2 separate regions of the Sus scrofa genome follow, and region 2 is linked to region 1. A link is a contact called in public HiChIP or PLAC-seq data. All regions are on one chromosome and are shown on one strand. The core of a region is the stretch at or near the end of the contact, and the rest is flanking DNA. Distances in the headings are between cores, read along the strand shown.

What was found. HiChIP or PLAC-seq counts read pairs in DNA pulled down with a chosen protein or histone mark.
Region 2: an H3K27ac HiChIP or PLAC-seq map of alveolar macrophages shows a contact between it and region 1. The contact joins two enhancer-like sites. A contact is called at or near these places in 1 of 5 promoter capture datasets (fetal liver) and 1 of 2 datasets of contacts at active chromatin or transcription factors (alveolar macrophages).

Annotation. Positions count from the first base shown.
Region 1 is chrX:106,352,963-106,356,105 of Sscrofa11.1, reverse strand. It overlaps XPNPEP2 (X-prolyl aminopeptidase 2), which reads right to left. Exons shown (of 22, transcript NM_001004048.1): 15 at 2,819-2,890; 16 at 808-868. Among named protein-coding and RNA genes, the nearest start is that of SASH3, 19 kb to the left of the region's middle. Within about 2 kb of position 1,720, at least 11 of the 83 cell types and tissues checked have an H3K27ac peak or open chromatin away from gene starts, as enhancers often do. A contact at or near this core is called in alveolar macrophages, where this site is marked.
Region 2 is chrX:106,614,649-106,617,791 of Sscrofa11.1, reverse strand. It overlaps ELF4 (ETS-related transcription factor Elf-4), which reads left to right. Exons shown (of 9, transcript XM_003135369.4): 9 at 1-45. Among named protein-coding and RNA genes, the nearest start is that of ELF4, 45 kb to the left of the region's middle. Within about 2 kb of position 1,546, at least 34 of the 83 cell types and tissues checked have an H3K27ac peak or open chromatin away from gene starts, as enhancers often do. A contact at or near this core is called in alveolar macrophages, where this site is marked.

The DNA.
Region 1 (3,143 bases), core at 471-2,970:
TCAGCTAGAGGGCAGCGTCTTTCACTGCCATTAACATGATCCACCTTTAGTTTTCTTCAGGCCCTAAGCTTGGGGTGAGGCCCGCTAATCTGGCAGTTCGGCCTTGCGCTGTCGGGGCTGTTAACTTGGGGAAAGAGGGAGGAGGTGGGCTGACAGTGGCCTCTTCTGGTCACTCCTTGTGGTGATGGGGTGAGTCCCCTTTACCACACACACACACACACACACACACACAGGCTTGCTGTCTACTGCACGACAGCCTGGGGCAATGGATCTCCTCCCTGAACTGTGAGCTCCTTGAAGTCTGACCGGCCTTTGTTTTCTGCCTCGGTGTTTCTGACAGAAGGTCTGAACCACAGTCACTTGCTGAACGCCTGAAGGGGGTGCCCTGCTCTCCACCCTACTCCCTAGAGGCCCCCTCGAGGTACATGGACCCTGTCCTAAGTGGACCAGCCCCCGCCAGCGCCTTTCCACCTCGGAGACGTCCCTGATGCCATTTCTCGCCCCTGCAAGGGAACGCCTTTCCTCCTTTCTGCTGCGCACAGGGCTAGGCATACAGACAGCACTAAATCAAAGTATGTGTCCTTTCACGTACTGAAACGGGATGATGATAAGCCCGGGCTGAGGGCCCGAAATATCTCTGCGGAAGCAGTTGGGGCTCTGGGCTTTCTGGTACTAACTTGCCGTGGAACTTTGGGCAAACTACTTAACCTCCCTGGGCCTCCGTACAGTCACATGGCTTTCGGCAGAGTGGTTGCCTGGGTGCCTCTTGGGTGAGCAGGGGTAGGGGAATCTGGCTGCGATCCATACCTTTTGGAAAGCAGAGGGGGTGCCCCAGTGGACTGTTCGGGTGATGTCTGTTGTTCCGTCCCTGTGGAGAAGGACAATCAGCACGTCCAGCTCTGCTGAACACCTTGGGGCAGGGATCACGGCCACGTGCTTCCCGTGCACTGTCCCCCGGGGTTTGAGTGGCAAGGCTGGGGGTGGCGGTGGGGGTGGGGAGGGGAGAGGAAGAAGACGGCTGCCAGCGTGCAGTTCCCGCCCTCAGCATCTGTGCATAAAAGGACTCTGCAAAGCTATCACCTTCAAAATCACGATGCTGTCCGAGACTCAGAATCCCCCCGTACATCCTCCACCCCCGCACCACCCATTTGGGCCGGGTTGTAAATCTGGGCTTCCTTGGGTCAGGCTTGCTCTAAAAGCAAGACTTGCTCCAGGCTTCCTGGGAGCCAGGAAGAGACTGTGCCCTTGTTACAGAGAGGGAAACTGAGGTCCAAAGAGCGCGTATGGCTCTCATACGGTTCATAGACTTATTTGCCATTTACAGGACACTTTGCAGCTTCCTGGGGAGGGATGCAGAGCCGACCTCATGATCCCCATTTCACAGATGAGGCAATTGAGGCCACGAGGCCATCTCCCTCTCTGAGCCCCAGTGAGGCCAGGCCTGGTGCCAGCCCCGACTCTCTGCACAGTTCTCGCTGCCACTGTAACCATGGATCTGCCCCAGGGGTTTGCTCAGAGTCCCAGTGAACGGAAGCCAGAAGCCAGAGTCTGACTCCCAACCACTGGCTGCAGGAGTGGCCCCTGGGGCCATGCCCCCATGGAGGGGGGCAGGGAGGGCATGGTCCCAGGGCCCTAGGGACTCCTCCTAGGGAGCAGGTCATAGGGCGTGGCCGACTTCTTCAGAAGGAGAGAAGAGGAAGTGAGGTGACCATTTCCCCAGCCTCACCCTGCTCGAGCACGCCCCATGAATTCACTTCCCCTTTGCACGTCGGCCATCTCAAGTACACACAGTGCCACGCTAGTGGCTGTAAAGGCTGCGAGGCTGAGCGCCTGCCAGGATGGTTCCCAAAGCCAAGCTAAGACCAAGAGAAGCCTTCACCATGAGCGCCTTCACCACAGGATGGAGAATGGGAAACTACTCCTTGCTCCTCCATTAGTTCAGCCTCCCCTCCTTCCCCCCACTCTTAGCTCCTCATAGCTCACTGCTTCCTAGATGAAAAGAGAAAAAATCTTTCAGCTCAGCTCAGCTCAGCTCCCGGGTGAAACAATGGGTCACACACTCGGAAGGATAGGCTTAGCCTATTCTGCATGGCTGTCATGTCCAGGTGTTCAGGTTGTGCACTGTACAAGGGTAACACAGCTGAAGGAATGCTGTTCACTGCAGGGATGTAAACTAATTTCAACGAGAGCACACACATGGATACACAGATTGTGGAGTCCTAGAGCAGGGGACAGTGCCCTCCCGCATAATCCTACCCTGGGTTGTGCACACACTCAGAAGAACATGTGCACATGTCTACTCACAGACACATCCCTGTGTGCTCTGTGCCAGTTGTGCCGCAGGTGTCCCCCAGGGTCGTTTGTCTCTCACCTGCCTACTGCTCTTGGAGGCCTGATCCTGCCCCCACTGTCCCTGACATGGTCACCTCACTGTGCAGTAGGGGCCGTGGAACATGCATCGTGCCGGTGGCATGCGGGGACACGTCTGGGGCATGCATGAGTGTGTGAGGATCTAGGCGGCAGTGTCTGTGCAGTCAGGCAGGTCTGCTGAGCATGGCTGTTTGGACTGTGTAATAATATGCAGGCTTAAAAAAAAGCCATTTTACTGGCACAAGGGGTGTCTCTTCCTGATTCTCACAGGTTAGTGGCTGTGGGGAGCGCCTCTGTTTTGGCCTCTGTCTGTCGCCCTCCTTACAGGGTCTCCCAGGTGTGACACTGGGAAGGATACTCAGGCGCATTCAAGCCAGGCCACTCCTTTCGAAGATGGGGGATGTCTGAGCTGAGACAGCCGGGCCAGGGTGGGGTGGCGAGTACATACCAGTATTGCCCCCCAGAATCCAGCAGGTACATCTCGTCTGAGCTCAGCTTGCGGTGCAGCTCCTTGGTCGGGCTGGGAAGGGGAGAGGTGCTAAGAAAGGAGCAGCCTAAGGCTGAGAAGGAGGGGAACCCCTCCCCCCCTGGGGTTTGGCTTTCTAGCTAACTCCTTTGGGGAAGCTGCGATCTCCTAAAGGGCCCTGGGAGACCACGGAGCTTCTGCTACCAAGGTCCTCAGCGCACGTCCTTTCCTTCTGCTCCTCCCCAGGTCAGGCCCTGGTCCTCAGGGAGGGGAGAAAGGAAAAGAGCCCCAAATGTGGGAGATGGGC
Region 2 (3,143 bases), core at 297-2,796, 260 kb before region 1:
GTGCCTGGCACACAGTAGGTGCTCAATAAATGTTTATGGAAAGAATGAATGAGTCCTGTTTCTAATCGTGAGGATTTCAGCCCTATACTAAGGCAGACAAGAGGGGAGGGAGAAGGACAGCCCGTTCTTGGGGGCCACCACCGCTGCTGACCCCTCTTACAGCGCTATGGGCAGCTGCCTCCTTTCCCCATGTCTGTGGCCACCCCAGGACACCAGGGTACACAAGGAACGCAAGGCTGCTTCCTGCAGTGACTTGCTGTCACCAGGTGCCTCGAGGGACTCTGAACTCCTGCCTTTTGCTGATGACCCCTTCCTGGGACATCACTATGGCCTCATCTTTGGGTGGAACCGAGTGGTAGAAATGTCAGGTCCGGTGGAAGGGGCGGGGCAAGAAATATTATTAGTCTTTCAGACCCGACCATGTTTTGTTTTGTTTTGTTTGCTATTTCTTGGGCTGCTCCTATGGAGGTTCCCAGGCTAGGGGTTGAATCGGAGCTATAGCCACCGGCCTACGCCAGAGCCACAGCAACACGGGATCCGAGCCGCGTCTGCAACCTACACCACAGCTCCCGGCAACGCCAGATCGTTAACCCACTGAGCAAGGGCAGGGACCGAACCCGCAACCTCCTGGTTCCTAGTCGGATTCGTTAACCACTGCGCCACAACGGGAACTCCCCGATCATGTATTTTTAAAGAGGCAAGTGTCTCCGGCTCAAAGGCCGCTGGATCTGAGGTGAGTGAGCTCTTTGCCCTCTGGGCCGCTCCCAGGCTTGGGAGGCCAAGGCGGTGGGTCGCAGCAACAGCCGCCGCCTTGGCACGCCAGGCTGGGGGCCCGTGTCCAGCAGGTGGCGCTGTGGAGCCAGCGAAGGCGGGCGGGCGGGCGGCCGGGCGGCCTGGCGGAGCCGGGGAAGGGAGAGGTGGCCAGGGCGGGGCCTGCCGCTCCAGAGAGAGACAGCCGAAGCCGACATCTTCCCGTCCCTCTGTCCTGACCGTGAGCCCTCAACCAAGGCCTTTCTTCGCTCGAGATCTTGGAACTTTCCCCAGGGCCCCCGCCCCCTCCACTTTCCGGGGGGGGGGATTTAGCAGTCCTTTGAATGCCCTCTCCCCATTGGCCGGCCGCGCCCTGGCCCCGCCCCCTTCACCGCCCCCCCCCGTCCCCCCGCCTCCCGGACTAGCAGGTGAGCACGCGGCTGGCCTAGCCTTCAGCGCCGGCAGCCGCTCTTGTCCTGGCTGTGCGAGTGAGCCCCGGCCACCGCCCCGTGCCGCCGGGCGCCTGGCCTGGCCCACCTCCCCACTGCGGCCTGCTTGTAGCTATACTTTCACGCGGCGCCGCTTTCAACCGTGAAATCAGCGATCCGGGCGCCGGCGACAGCCGTTTGCCCGCGGATGGCTGCGGCCGCCCGCGGCACGAGCCCGGGCTCCTGGGGGGCCGGCATGCGGACGGGGTGACATCCGAGCCCAGCTGCACAACGCTGCGTCTGGCCAGCGCCCCTTGCCGGCCGTGGAAAGCTGTAGTCTAGAGGAACACGTGGAGTCCGGCCCGCCCCGCTGCGGGGTCCAGAAGGCCCGAGCACTTGGCGCCTCCTCCTGGCAGCTAAGCAGGCAGTCCTCGGGGCCGACTCCATCCCCCCCCACCCCAAACACACACGCACACACGTCTCAGCAGGGGCGGGACCCTCATAGGTTAGAATACGGAACCGACAGGAGTTTACCGCCCAATTCACCACCCCGACCTAAACGGCGATGCAGGGAGAGCGGAGGAATGGCCCTTTCTCAGGGAGAGTGAGACTTGAGCAGGGCCTCCCTTTCAACCCTGCGCCCCAAAGAGGAACATTCTGGTAAGGCCATCATTAACTCGGCTCGTGACTTCAGCATGTAGGAGGAACTAACTCCGGCTAAACAGCCGTGTTTACTCAATGTGATTCTCCTGTGTCGTCCGTAAATTGAGCCCCATTTAGGTCCAAAAGATTAGGTTCTCGCTCACCTGAGGTCAGCCTGGGTGTTAAGCGGTGGGCAGGCCCTTTCCCCCAGGCTGTACTGAAAGGATCAGCTCATTTAGTAAGAGGCCAGCATCCTCACCCCAGTGTGGACCAGGGATGCTGATTTACCTCCTGCTTTATGGGATTCACAGTCCAAACCTCCTACTTTGATCTTTCCACTCTGGGAGAAGGGTAGTGAAAGGACTCCAGAGGTGAGGGGAAAGGAATCTGAAAGCGAGAGACAAGAAACTGCTGTCTGGTTCCACTTTTGTTTTTGGTCTTTTTGTCTTTTTAGGGCCGCACCCTCAGCATATGGAGGTTCCCAGGCTAGGGGTCCAATCGGAGCTGTAGCCGCCGGCCTGCACCACAGCCACAGCAACTCGAGATCCCCAACCCACTGAGCGAGGCCACGGATGGAACCTCCTGTCCTCATGGATGCTAGTCGGGTTCGTTAACCGCTGAGCGAGCCACAGCGGGAACTCCTGGTTCCACTTTTAACTCACTTTCTCCAGAGAAATAAAGGGGTGTGTGTACCCTCACACCCAAACCCAAGCCCCCAAGGCTGTCCATGGGTTCCCAAAGGACCATTTCCTGGTCCTTTGGGGTCATTCTGATTTTGCCCACAGCATCTCCCTCCTGCCCTAAATGGAAATCTTTATAGTACCCCCACCACTCACTCATCATCCTTCCTTCTGAATCTCAAGCAATCGCCCTTTCCCCTCCCTCTGCCTGTCCTACCTCCAACACATTTTTACCAATGTAGTAAAGTCAAAAAAGCCTTGGAGTTCCCGTCATGGCTCAGCGGTTAACGAACCCAACTAGCATTCATGAGGACAGGAGGTTCCATTCTGGCCTCACTCAGTGGGTTAAGGGTCCAGCGTTGCTGTGGCTGTGGTGTAGGCCGGCAGCTACAGCTCCAATTAGACCCCTAGCCTGGGAACCTCCATATGCCGCGAGAGTGACCCTAAGGAGACCAAAAAAAAAAAAAAAGCCTCTGTCACTACCCAGTTTCAAGAGTTCCCATAGTTCCCCATCGTTCAAGGCAAAGGTCAAAGCCATGCTCCTTGGCACAGCCGGTAGGGCTCCTACACCCTCCTTCCCCATTTGTCCCTTCAAGCTGCCATGACACTGAAGTGGGTTGCAGTTTCTTGTACACACGACCCT